Linked DNA regions of Sus scrofa: regions 1 and 3 are each linked to region 2. The links are chromatin contacts, called in public HiChIP or PLAC-seq maps. All regions are on one chromosome and are shown on one strand. The core of a region is the stretch at or near the end of the contact, and the rest is flanking DNA. Distances in the headings are between cores, read along the strand shown. Region 1 holds the start of STARD13 (stAR-related lipid transfer protein 13). Region 2 overlaps STARD13 (stAR-related lipid transfer protein 13). Region 3 overlaps STARD13 (stAR-related lipid transfer protein 13).

Region 1 (4,248 bases), core at 85-2,584, 99 kb after region 2:
GTGGGGCCACCTCCCCTTATTGTGACAGGTATGCTGCGGTGACTAACCCCACCTAATGTTCCCAGCATGGGCTCTGAGGAGCCTCAGACCACTGACTGCTTTCCTGGTCCTGCCAGAAAGTAGTTCCAAGGAGCACGCACAGAAGAAGGACCGCAGCCAGGAGGATGAGGGAGGTGCTAAGGAAGGGACTGGCCTTCTGACCTAAGCAAGGATTCTTAAGGACCTCTGAGCTCAGAATAATCAATCACCTCTTCTCTTCCTCTGATTCGCCAGCGATGGATTACAAAAGGGAGGCCTATCTTTTGCAGTCTCTAAGTGAGGAGAGTCTGATCCACAGCTGGCAAGGGTTGTGGGCAGCTACCTACAGGCACCAACTGTCCACCTGTCTTTCCCCAAATCCTCCCCTCCTGCCCCTACAAACATCTGGTCTCCCAGAGCTCAGGATACGCTCCCTAGTCTTGTTTTGACCTCCCCCCCCCCCCCACCACACACACACACACACACAAGCAGTGGACACATCCCTTGTGGAAAAGGAGAAGTTGGGAGAGGGACTGCCCTCCCAAAAGGCCAGCTGGGCTGGCCACTCATTCATTCATCGGGCTGGGGTGGGGCGGATGGCGGCGGAGCGGGGGCCAGGCCACCCTAAGGACACGGCCAGGTAACCCCGCGCGGGCTCCCGCCCCGCGTGCAGCGGCCCGCGGCTGTCAGAGCGCACGGGGTGGAGCCCACACCCACCCGGCCTCTGCGCGGGGAAAGCGGCGAGCCTGACGCTCCCGCCCGCCCGGCAAGGGTGGTGTGAGCAGCCTCCTCCGCCCAACCCCAGACTAGGAAAACCCGAGCTGCCCAAAGCGGGGCCGGGGCCGGGGCCGGGGCCGGGGGCCGGGGGCCGGGCGGGCAACCCGGCCGGCGCCTCCTCCCGCCCCCGCGGTTCTGCGTCTCCGGGGCACCGACCTGCCAGCCGCCTCTCCCGGACGTTCTTCCACAGCCGATCCCAGGCTCTGGCCGTGGAGTCCCGCAGCTGCTCACTGATTGACCTCCTGAGCTGCGTTTGGAAGGGTTTCCGTTTGCCGGTCATTTTTGCTCCGTCCGCATAACGACCCGCGGGCGTGCCACCGTCACTCCCGCGTGGCCCGCAACTCAGACGCCCCGCGGCTCGAGACGCCAGATGCCGGATTCCCGCCCGGGGCCCGGGCCCCGCCGCGGCGCGACATGGGTCCTCCGCCGTCCCGCGCGGGGGCCGGGATGCGCCGCCACGGAGCGCGCCGCGCAGGGGCCACCTCTGCGCTCCGTCAACTCCGCTACTCCTTTCCCACTTTGCCTCCGCTCCCTCCCCTCCCTTCTTCCCTCCCCCCTCACTCCGGGACGGTCCAGCGCCCCACTCCTTCCCCCAGAGAGCTCTCGCCCCCTCCCTCCTCCTCCTGCTGGGTCCGACGGCCCCCAATTACTGGGCGTCCACACCCCGCCCCCGCCACCCCGCTTTTCATTTTCCCTCAGACACAGGGGCTGTACCCTCGTCCTCCCATTTCTTGATATTTGCCATTTTTCACTCTGAGAAACCGCCACCATCCCAACCATTACAAAAATTTAAAACTGTGCCACAGCTGGTGCCGAAATAACTCATCACAGTTTTCCCGAGTTCAAGTCACTTGAAATCGGCTCCTCCGTCTGGCTGACATTCTTTTGGAGTTAGATACTGGTGCTCTCGTATTATATGTCAGTCTTTCCCGGTTTCCTCAGTGAAATGATTACCTGGCTGCAAGCTACAATCACATTGATTTGTTCATTGCATAGCTTTGAGTCTAGAGGAAAATAACTTGTAAATATTAAGGTCAAACCGTGAGGAACCCGCGTAAAATAGATTCACATATTCTGGTAAAGCATTCGAATAGGTATGCAGTTTAAAAAGTAGATACTATGAGGAAGTGAAATGTGAAAATAAAAGAATTTGGAGGGAGTTTAACCAATAACATGACGTAGGCTTATAATTAGAAAGCAACCCTGATTCCTTCAGGTAAGAGGGAGGAAATACACTGGCTCTTTAAGAAATACCTGAGGAGGCGGTGGGGTCCGGCTCATTTCCCTGGGCTCTCAAACTTTACCCCAAAGGTGAAGACAGTACTAGCTCAGGCCTCAGAGTGTCCTGTTATTCTTAAGGCTTTGCTTTTAAAGGGCTTGGAGGACCTTAGAGAAAGTAATTTTGACCATGTTTGATGTCACTCCATGATGTGATGAGTTGATGTCATACGTCTCAAGCTTGGCTAGGGAACTTGAAGTATTTCAAAAGGGAATTTCCGAATTATTTAAACAGTAAAATGGCTTGAATATCATTTCTTCTTCTTGTCTTTGTACCAGGCTGCTAAATAACCCAAGTTTAGTTAGCTGTCTTCTATTTTTTATTTAATTTCAGGTGCCCCATGTAAAGTTTAACAATTCAAGAAAGTTCTTCAGTCCTCTGTTATATAAATTGTTCTTGACGTAAGGAGTGGAAGTTAACAGCCACCTGAAGTATCCCCTCTACCATTCTACATTTTTGGTAAACATTCCCTCTACTAGCTTGTATTGTTAGTAGAAAGTGTGTGTGGGGGGATAATGATGGTAAAAACCATCTTTATTATTTTATTTTGTTATTTCAAGTATTCAAAAATGGTCACTAGTGAAACACTCAGAATGAGCTAGAAAGTAATGGTTGGTTTTTTTTTTTTTTTTTTTTTTTGGTGCCAAACTGCTAAACCTTTGAAATTGTCAGTTATGAAGCAATAAGTCATGGATCAGAAGTGGACTTGAAACTACGGCAGCCAGTTACAGACTAACCCAGATTGCTTTCTGGACCCCTGCCAAATACCCTTTTGATTACCTCCTGTTTTGTATGCATGCAGTGGTAAGGAAGTGCTCTACAAGAAGCACGATTTGTGTTATCTTAAAGTGACTGCTGTACGGTGTAACGACAAAACGTTTCACAGTTGCATTCCCAGGAAAGCCATGTATTTAGCTTAAAAAAAAAAAGATCTCTAATCGAATCAAACAGAGGCAGTAATTGTAACATTATATGCCCAGGAATAGAACATTACAAGGAACAGTCCGGCTATTTCGCTTATCATTTAGCTCTAAAATCCAGGGCCCCTAATACGTTCCATTTTAATACGTTTTATATCCAGATGTCAAGGGTTAGGGGTTTTCCTTAAATGACTAATTTGAAGATAAATTCTGGCTTTGCAAGTTTGTTTCGTTCTGGCTGTTGAAGGGTCCATGAATTCAGGACTGTCCAAGGGAAGCCAGATGAAAGACTGGAATGATTTGCCCAGAACAGGTGCCACACAGCACAGCACAGCTCTCTCTGCCTGCCTGGCTGCTGGCACTGCTGGAGGAAGTCTTACAGCTGTGCGGATGCAGCCGCCACAAATGCAAAGGTTCTAAACTTAAGGGGCTACTTAGAGACTTTTATAGAGGCCCTTGGCATCCACTCCCATTTCTCAGGAGCCCTATTTCCAAGCTGAACCTTAAGTAAGACCCCTCGTGGATTACCCTCCCCTCTGGGGTCTTCCCCTTGAGCAGACAACAGTACCACCTACTTCACAGAAGAGAAATCAGGCAGCTCCTCATCCCATTACCTTCTTACTTACTCCCTTCCCTCCCAGTACATGAAAGAGGTATCTCTCTTCCTACCTAAGATTTGGTCCTTGACCTGTGCTCTGCTTAGTATCTTTTCTTGTTCCTACAAGGACTTGGCTACATCAGTTATTTCCTCTGACTCCTACACTCTCAAACCCCTCCCTCTCCATGGGCTTGACCTTCACATCTGGAGCTTTTTAAAACCACACCCAAACCAAAACAATAACCATAACAAAGCACACTGCCTCTACCCATATCTCTTGGAAAAGAAGTACTGCCTTAACACGGCGATCTGGATGCCCACACTAACTCACTGAAGCCAGTCTTGGCAAGGTCACCAATAACTGCCTGGTGGCTACAGCTAATGCATGTTTCCAGTTGTTCTTACTCTTTCTGGGGCATGTGGATGATGGGACACTGTGGACCACTCCCTTCCTCTTGACACCGCCTTGTCTTGTGGTTGTCAGGCTCCACTTCCCCTGGTCTCCTCCATCTCACACTGTGCCCCACGCAGCCACGGGGTTTGTCTTCAGAGCCCCGGTTCCACCAGCTCAATGTATGTATTCCCTGGGTTTCAGTTCTCAGCCCTACCCCCACTTTTTCCTCTGCCTCAGTGTCCCCGGGTGATTATATTCCTTT
Region 2 (3,889 bases), core at 763-3,262:
TGAAGCGATGATGAGACAAATGCAAAACACAACACTGTGTTAACTGATGGGATCCCAAAGCCCAGGCAGCAGACCCCAACGCCCAGGCGGCAGAAATATATACTTTGCAAGTGAAGGCAACCACCTGAATGTGTGGCTGAACATGTGATAGACGGTAAAAGTGGACGGCACAGAAGAGGTTAACTCTGTTAGCTGGGGGTGCAGAGGGCAGTTATACAGAAAACAACAGACTTGGGTTTCTAAGGATGTGAAGACTCTCACCAGGTGGGGAGGAAGCAGAAAAAAGGCATCATTTCAGGCAAAGGGAAGGTCAAGAGCAAGGCACCGTGTGAGGAGACAAGGGCTCGTGGAAGATCCCTGAGGGCTGGAGAGAACCCCGCTGGATTATGGTCTTTGGGGAAGGCTGGGGGTGCCTCGTGACACGACATCCCACACAGGTCTCTGCAGAGGGACAATAGTTCCAACCCTTTTGAGATGAAACAGTTACATACGGAAATTATTAACATGCCAGAGACTTCAAATTCTTGATTAAAAAAAATGAATTAAGAGTACAGTTGATTTAAAATGATTCGATGTTAAAATTCAGCTGCTGTTATAAAATAGAGACTAAATGGACAAAGAAACTCATTCCAGTTGACAGGAGGGAACAGCTGACAACTTGATCACTGCACCCTGTGGTTAAAGTCAACCAAGACTGTGACTTCACCATTGTTCCTATTTTCCATGCCTTCAAACACACCACTATGCTACTGAATTAAAAGCCTGACGAAGAATACATTTGGGGGATTGCCTGGTGCCCGTAGGTCACACCAGTTTTATACGTTTGAATACAAGCTTCCCGAAGTTCCACCACATGTCCACTAGAGGCCTGTGAAGAGCTTTTTTCCCCCACCACAGTCTCGCAACCAAAAAGGCCAGAATTAACAAGTAGTATTGATCCAGTATCAGTAAGGCAAAGATCAAACGGATAGATAACCTCGTAAAAAGCACCTTAATGGTGGGTAACGTAACCTTCCTTCAAAGCTCCAGGACACTGAGGTGGGAAACTTACAAAACTCCTAACACGTAACTGGAAAAGCTAAGTTACAAGAGGTAGGGTTTGGAAGCCTTCGGCAACCATCCAGAAAGCCACCAGGCTCTGGCCGGCTCGGACCAGGTGGCAACACGCACCATGTGGTGAAAGAGCAGTTATAATAATTACCAGTGTCCTGGGGGGGGGCAGGGGGGCTTCTGAGGAAAGGGGGCTTTCAGATCCTCAAGCACATACCACATACAAAAGGCATAGAGGCCCCCAGGGAAGGTTCCTGGGAGGGAGAGCAAACAAAGTCCTATTGCAGACCCTCGAAGGGCCAAGGAGGGGCTGCCTAAAAGGCGGCTCCAAGGGAGCCAATGGGGAGGCAGGTGAGGAACAGTGGCAACGCAGAGACCCAGAGCGAAAGAGACCCTCCACGTGGAGGGAGAGAGGGCGACTTCAAGCCAAACGCCAAGCACATCCAATCCGCAAAGACGACAGCAGCCTGACTGTGTGCACAGCAGCAGTGAACAGGAGGGAAGCCTCCCTGCCACAGGCTCACCACCCCGTCAGACTCAAAACAGGGCCTCTTGTCATGTGTCAAAAAACAAACAAAAGCACATCAGCGTGCACATCCACCACACCACACACACGTACACACACACACACCACCTCTCATCTATTTACCGAAACGGCCTGTTTTTCACTAGGCTTGGTTAATTAGCAATCAGAAAAGAGTTGCGGCTGAGTTTGAAGAAAGAACCCTTTGTTTGGAAAACCTGTGAAAATATTCCCTCGGCAGCTTGTAACTTTCCCTGCAGATCACCCCGGGCCTGAGGACAAGCCAGGTGCCAGAGGCCTCTGTGATCCCACACAGAGCTCACAAAGGCAGCTCTCTTTGTTGTCCCCTAGGAGTTAAGCCTTAATGGGTTTACAATATGCAGGCTTTTGGGGAGAGCGGCTTGGCGGTAGTTGCCTGCTGCCAGAAACGGAGCAGAGACCAGGCCTGGTGCAGCCCACAGCTGCTGTGGCGGCTCCACTGGAGGGAGGAGCAGTTGCCTGGGGCATTTCAAAGATGTGCAAGAACACAGGGAGACGCTATGACTCCTGGAAGTGAATCTGCAATGACTGCGAGCAGAGGGTCTGCCCACATGATAGGGGAAGGATCTCGGAGCCATGGCCCTGTGCTGAAGACCATGGCAAAGGGGGATTCTCGGAGTCTCTGTGTCCCCCATCAAGTCCTCTGTGGGAAAAGCATTCAATTATAAAGTAATATCATTGTCTGCTGCTAGTGAGCTTTATGTTGCCACAGTCCTGCCTGACTTCTAAACCTCAACAATCACAATGTGGACAGGAATAAGCCAGCGCCTCTGACCTTGGTTACAAAGAAAAATGGGTGCGGCACTTCGGCTGGAACCATGGCAACCACTCATCCCAGTCCCCTGGGTTTCCAGAGATGTCCACCCGAACCCTGCCTCCAGTGTGTCCTCATCCGGCCCCATTTCAGAAAATCTTCACCTTAAGCTGAGACACACGGATGGTGGGATAATGCCGAACGATATTAAGAGCGGCGATTTCACAATCTTTTGTAAAATATACCCACTGTTTTTTCCCCCCCATTATCCTTCCAATCTATGTCTGCTTTTTGATACACGGAATTGTCTTTTGCGGAAATCTCAGTCTCTTCCCTGTTATCCATATGTTAATTCATCTGAGAATCATCCTATCTCTTCCCCCCCGCCCCTGCTTTTTAGGGCTGCACCCGTAGCATATGGAAGTTCCCAGGCCAGGGGTCCAGTTGGGAGCTGTAGCTGCCAGCCTACACCACAACCATAGCAATGCGGGATCTGAGTTGCGTCCTCGACCTACACCACAGCTCCCAGCAACACCAGATCCTTAACCCACTGAGCGAGACCAGGGATTGAACCCGAATCCTCATGGATCCTAGAAGGCTCGTTAACCGCTGAGCCATGAGAGGAACTCCCTCACACCATCTGTTCTAAAACACTGTATGCTTGGTCCATTATGATGCCAAGACTCACTCTTTACTCATTTTGTGTCTGAATTATGTGCTTCTTCAGTTCAAGCAAAAGACTCTTCAGTATACCCCTGACATGCAAAGCACCAGCTAGATACTGTGGAGAAGACAAGGACCACAAGTGCAAGATGCTAAAAATCTGGTGAAGACAATAGAAACACTGGGAGACAATTTGGAGAAGGGCTAAGACGGAGGTGTAATCAGAATGCTGTGGGTATATAAGGAAGAGAAAAAATAACCCCTAACTCCCACTGCAGAGATTGGGCCATTGATTTTCCTTATTTACTTACTGGCTGCACGTGCAGCATATGGAAGTTCCTGGGCTAGGGGTTGAATGTGAGCCACAGCAATGACCTATGCCACAGCAGTAGCAACATCCAGATCCTTTAATCCCCCGTGCCAGGCTGGGGATCAAACCCACACCTCTGCAGTGACCTGAGCCACTGCAGTCAGATTCTTAAGCCACAAGGTTCGGTGCCACAGCAGGAACTCTGGGACATTAGTTTTAAAGGAGATAAAATTTAAGACGGCCATGTGTAAGGTGATCTATCATTCTGGTTTTAGAACCGAAGTCCTGGGTTCCATGAAATCCTCCAGTTGAACACGTGAATGATAAAAGATAATTGGAACTTAGAGTTGATCTCAAGGGAGAGATGCAGTGAGGGATGGTCTCGAGAGCAATGGGCTGAGAGTGGAAGTGAGCGGGCTGGTCAGGCCCAGCAGTTGCTGACTCAGTGGCCACCCAGGCGTGGGGTCCTGGGGGAGGGGGTGATGACCTGGCAGGCAGGACAGCAGTCCCAAGCCTCTTTCTATGCATCTGTTTTGTTCTGGCACACTGC
Region 3 (3,686 bases), core at 1,051-3,550, 79 kb after region 2:
AAAGAGTAAAAGCTGACACTTTAAGCACTTACCCTGTGGCATCAACCCCTCTCGTGTATATTATTTAACATCACATAACAAGACGATGATTGGCCCTGTTTTACAGATGAGAAAACTGAGTCTGGGGGGTGAGGTATCTTGCCTCCAGCCACAGAGCTGGGAGACGGTGGCAAGAGACACAGAAGCAGGGCTCCCCTCCTCTTCTGGACCTCAACTCAAACACTTATTTTCCTCCTCAGGCAAGCCAAAATCATCTCTGTTCAGAGGCCTTCTACCAATGACTCTTGCTGATAAGACTATGCTTTCTTCTTCCTTTTTTTAGTATTTATAAACTCGGTAGAGCATTCATTGGTAATTTTTGTGATTTTTTTTAAGTGTCATCAAAAATACTTATTTTGTCCATCAGGTTCAATTTTTATTGATTTGCAGAGACTGTGTTCTCCCTCTCTCTCTCTGTCTCCCCCGCCCCTTCTGCCATGACCTGTGAGCAAAAGAATGTCCTTAACAAAGCAGGTGTCCAGCGGATCCCATCCATTCACCATTCATCAATCACAGTGTTGCCATTAGCATGTGAGCAACTGCCTAACAAACACTCTCTCTCATTTCGAAACCAACGTCATTTACCAATTTCGTATCACTACTCATCACTGTCTCTAGCCTCACTTCTATAACTTTGCGATCTGACGATGACAGTCAGCAAGAATGGCTTATATTTCTCCATGATGTACACAGTGTACAAATAAACAGCCCTGAGTCTTAGTGACACGAGTCTTCAAGACAATGCCGTCAGTAAAACCTTGTCTGACAGGTGGAAGGAGCCCAACGTCTGTGGTTTATGCTGTTCTCTACATGGTTGGCTGAGAAGTTAAACCACCAGAAGTACATTAGAAAACATACCTCATATTTTTCATTTCCCTATCAAATGAAACAGAAATTATATTTTGCAACTTGGAAAGGCATTTTCTTCAAATAAAACTTGCACACTTACATCTGTTCATAAAAATGTTGAGCATCTTAAAATATGAACAAATGCTAGAGTTTTAGGAATGACCTAGCAGCTGCTGCACATGCAGATGTGATGTAAAATCTGCGGAAAAGCCATTCAGCTATTCATAAATAGGATCTGGAAAGCCTTCTATTTTGGTACACAAGAGTTGATTGCTTTTCCTCTTTCTAAACCAAGCCTTCCAGAAGTTAGAAAGAAGAGATAGCCATTATCTAAAACCTAAATCAACACATCCCATGATAACCTAAGTTAGTTCACATTTCTATGAATTTGAACTGATATTCCAATTTTTGAAAGATATGCAAGGCACGGTAGATATTAAATTTTCCATGCCATTATGACTTTTTTTACGAGACACAAGAAACATACACTTAAAAACAAACAAACAAACAAACAAAACCAACCAGAGATGGAGACAGAGACAGGTAAAAACCGTAACAGAATAAGAGAATAATTTTGAAGTCACAACATTCTTTCTTTCAGCCAGAAAATGAATAGCACCAACCAGAGCCACTACCATGCACACACAGAATAAAAGTGAAGCAGGCCCCCCAGGAAGGTGAAATGCTGTGTGAACGGCGCCGGTCAGCTTTGTCCCCTACCGATTCTCTGTTTCCAGTCACACCAGTTGCCTTCCAATCCCTGTTCTGACCCAAGAGCTTTCCTGATTCCGACCCTTCCCATACGCTGTGCCCATTGACTTAAATGCTTTTGAAAAACCTGAATGCTAAGGAATGATACTGCGCTCTAGAACTGAGCTCAAACGCTGCTCCGGAGGGAGCGTTCTCCAGCCCTCCAGACACGCTCGGTCCCCTTGCTACACGCCCAGGGCACCCTCCTTCCCCTACCTGGCCCTTTCCACAACGGTAATTAAAAAAATTAAATGTGCTCTTGATGGTATACAGTCAGTCTATCCCTTGACAGCAAGATTTAGGAGATCCTTGCTTTTCAGCTGTACCCACAACGCGCGGCAAAGCGCCTCGCCCCCTGAAAATGCACTCGGTATGTTCATACACACACTTCCACCTCCAAGCATTTCCTCGTATCTCCTGCCTTCTCATTTTCCTACACTTTCAACCCGAGTCTCTGGCCTTCAATTACGTTAGTCCCAGGGAAGAACTGGCTTTGACCAAACACGTGGCCAGAGGTGTAACTCATGCTCACGAAGAGACCGCTGGACCCCACAAAACAGCTCTGGTGAGAAATGCCCTCTTCCCTGCCCGTTGGCCAGCCTGATGTCGCTCCTAATGTTATCCCCTTTGGTCTGGTTTCACAGTCTCCACTGGGGACAAAGGAATGACGGATCTTCTTGCATCCCTCTTGGGAATTTCATAAGCTATTTCCACAGCTGACGATCACTTGGACTTGAGGGGGAGGGAAGTTGTTTTAAAGAGTGCCGTATTTCACAACAGCTGAAATAATTTTCTGCCAAAGCCTGTTTTAAATTCGACGTGTGTTTTCTCTGTATGTACAAGGCAGCCAAAGGTCTAGAGATATAATGTGACATATGAATTCAGCCCTTGAATATGCAAAAACAGAAGATATTTGTATATACTCCTAATGATAATAATTACCATTGACTCTAAAGTAAGCAAATCCATATTTGTTTTCAAGTTAAGGGTGTTACTTGAGAATATTCGAAAACATTTGCTAAAGGGGTGTGAACAGTGCAGCCGCTCATCAAAATCCTTCTGTCTGAATCTATTAACTGGCATTTCCCCAGCTGGGGCATTCCTGCATAACAAAAGCTCCTTATGCCAAGAGTGAGGGCTGATACCTAACTCAGACACCAGATTTACTTTATCCAGAATTAAAACTTCTTAATAGATTTTGTCAGTGTGTGTTTTTATGATGCAGCTATATCAAGCCCAAACCCAAAAGGTACCGTCGAAGAGAAAATTCAAATTCAAGCTTCAAAGTCAAGATATTCATCAAGACTGTTTCTTTCTACTTAAAAAAAAAATTCTCCAACTTGTTCACAAAAACATCTTGAAATTACTCATGTAAATTCTTTAGGGAGAGATATGTACTGTTTTATCGCCTTCCTATCCCCCACTGATCTCACTGCTTTTTTATCTTTCACTCAGTGTTAAAGAGATGTTACAGGTGGTTTTCCAAATGTGTATGTTTTCAAAGGATTAAGGTATTTGGATTACCTAAATTAAAATGAACAAACAAACAAACTCCATTTCCGTCACCTAAAAAGGTTAAAGGTTATATGCGTCTTTTGAGTATGTTGAAGGTGGTAACAAATACTTGCAGACTGATCATCATATGTTGATCTTCTATATCTATGTCAAGTTGATCCCTAAAACCTTCCCTTCTGAAAAGGGGTGCTACTGTCCTAGGCGCTGTAGTAAGTGTCATTCCTACTGGCCCTACCTGGGTAGCTGGGTCTGTTTCACTGTCAATGATTTTTTTTTTTTTTCCTCCTTGTATATCAAAAGTATATATCACATATTTTTCTCTCTTTTTAATGAGCAAACTGAAAGGATTCTGAACCTACATAACAGAAAAAGGTTGTCATTAGTTTGCTTGAGTATCACAGACTACCCACTTTTTCCTCTGAAAACATCTCAGGAACAACTGTGCTTCATGGGCAACCAGCAGTACTTCCTACTGACATTGAATAGTGAAGGTGCACCTTAACCCTTATCTCTAGCCTTTATCCAGCCCTAAA

Evidence for each region. HiChIP or PLAC-seq counts read pairs in DNA pulled down with a chosen protein or histone mark.
Region 1: a contact with region 2 is called in an H3K27ac HiChIP or PLAC-seq map of skeletal muscle. The contact joins the promoter of STARD13 here to the enhancer-like site in region 2. A contact is called at or near these places in 11 of 47 Hi-C or Micro-C datasets (embryonic fibroblasts, epiblast stem cells, fibroblasts and 5 more) and 1 of 2 datasets of contacts at active chromatin or transcription factors (skeletal muscle).
Region 3: a contact with region 2 is called in an H3K27ac HiChIP or PLAC-seq map of skeletal muscle, with 3 times the contacts expected there. The contact joins two enhancer-like sites. A contact is called at or near these places in 2 of 47 Hi-C or Micro-C datasets (liver and skeletal muscle) and 1 of 2 datasets of contacts at active chromatin or transcription factors (skeletal muscle).

The regions. Positions count from the first base shown.
Region 1 is chr11:9,737,036-9,741,283 of Sscrofa11.1, forward strand. STARD13 (stAR-related lipid transfer protein 13) reads right to left here and starts at 1,335. Exons shown (of 18, transcript XM_021065185.1): 1 at 952-1,335. The coding sequence starts at 1,075.
Region 2 is chr11:9,637,174-9,641,062 of Sscrofa11.1, forward strand. The region is part of intron 1 of STARD13 (stAR-related lipid transfer protein 13); the gene reads right to left. Among named protein-coding and RNA genes, the nearest start is that of STARD13, 99 kb to the right of the region's middle. Within about 2 kb of position 2,013, at least 34 of the 83 cell types and tissues checked have an H3K27ac peak or open chromatin away from gene starts, as enhancers often do. A contact at or near this core is called in epiblast stem cells, liver, retroperitoneal adipose tissue and 1 more, where this site is marked.
Region 3 is chr11:9,715,436-9,719,121 of Sscrofa11.1, forward strand. The region is part of intron 1 of STARD13 (stAR-related lipid transfer protein 13); the gene reads right to left. Among named protein-coding and RNA genes, the nearest start is that of STARD13, 21 kb to the right of the region's middle. Within about 2 kb of position 2,301, at least 7 of the 83 cell types and tissues checked have an H3K27ac peak or open chromatin away from gene starts, as enhancers often do. A contact at or near this core is called in skeletal muscle, where this site is marked.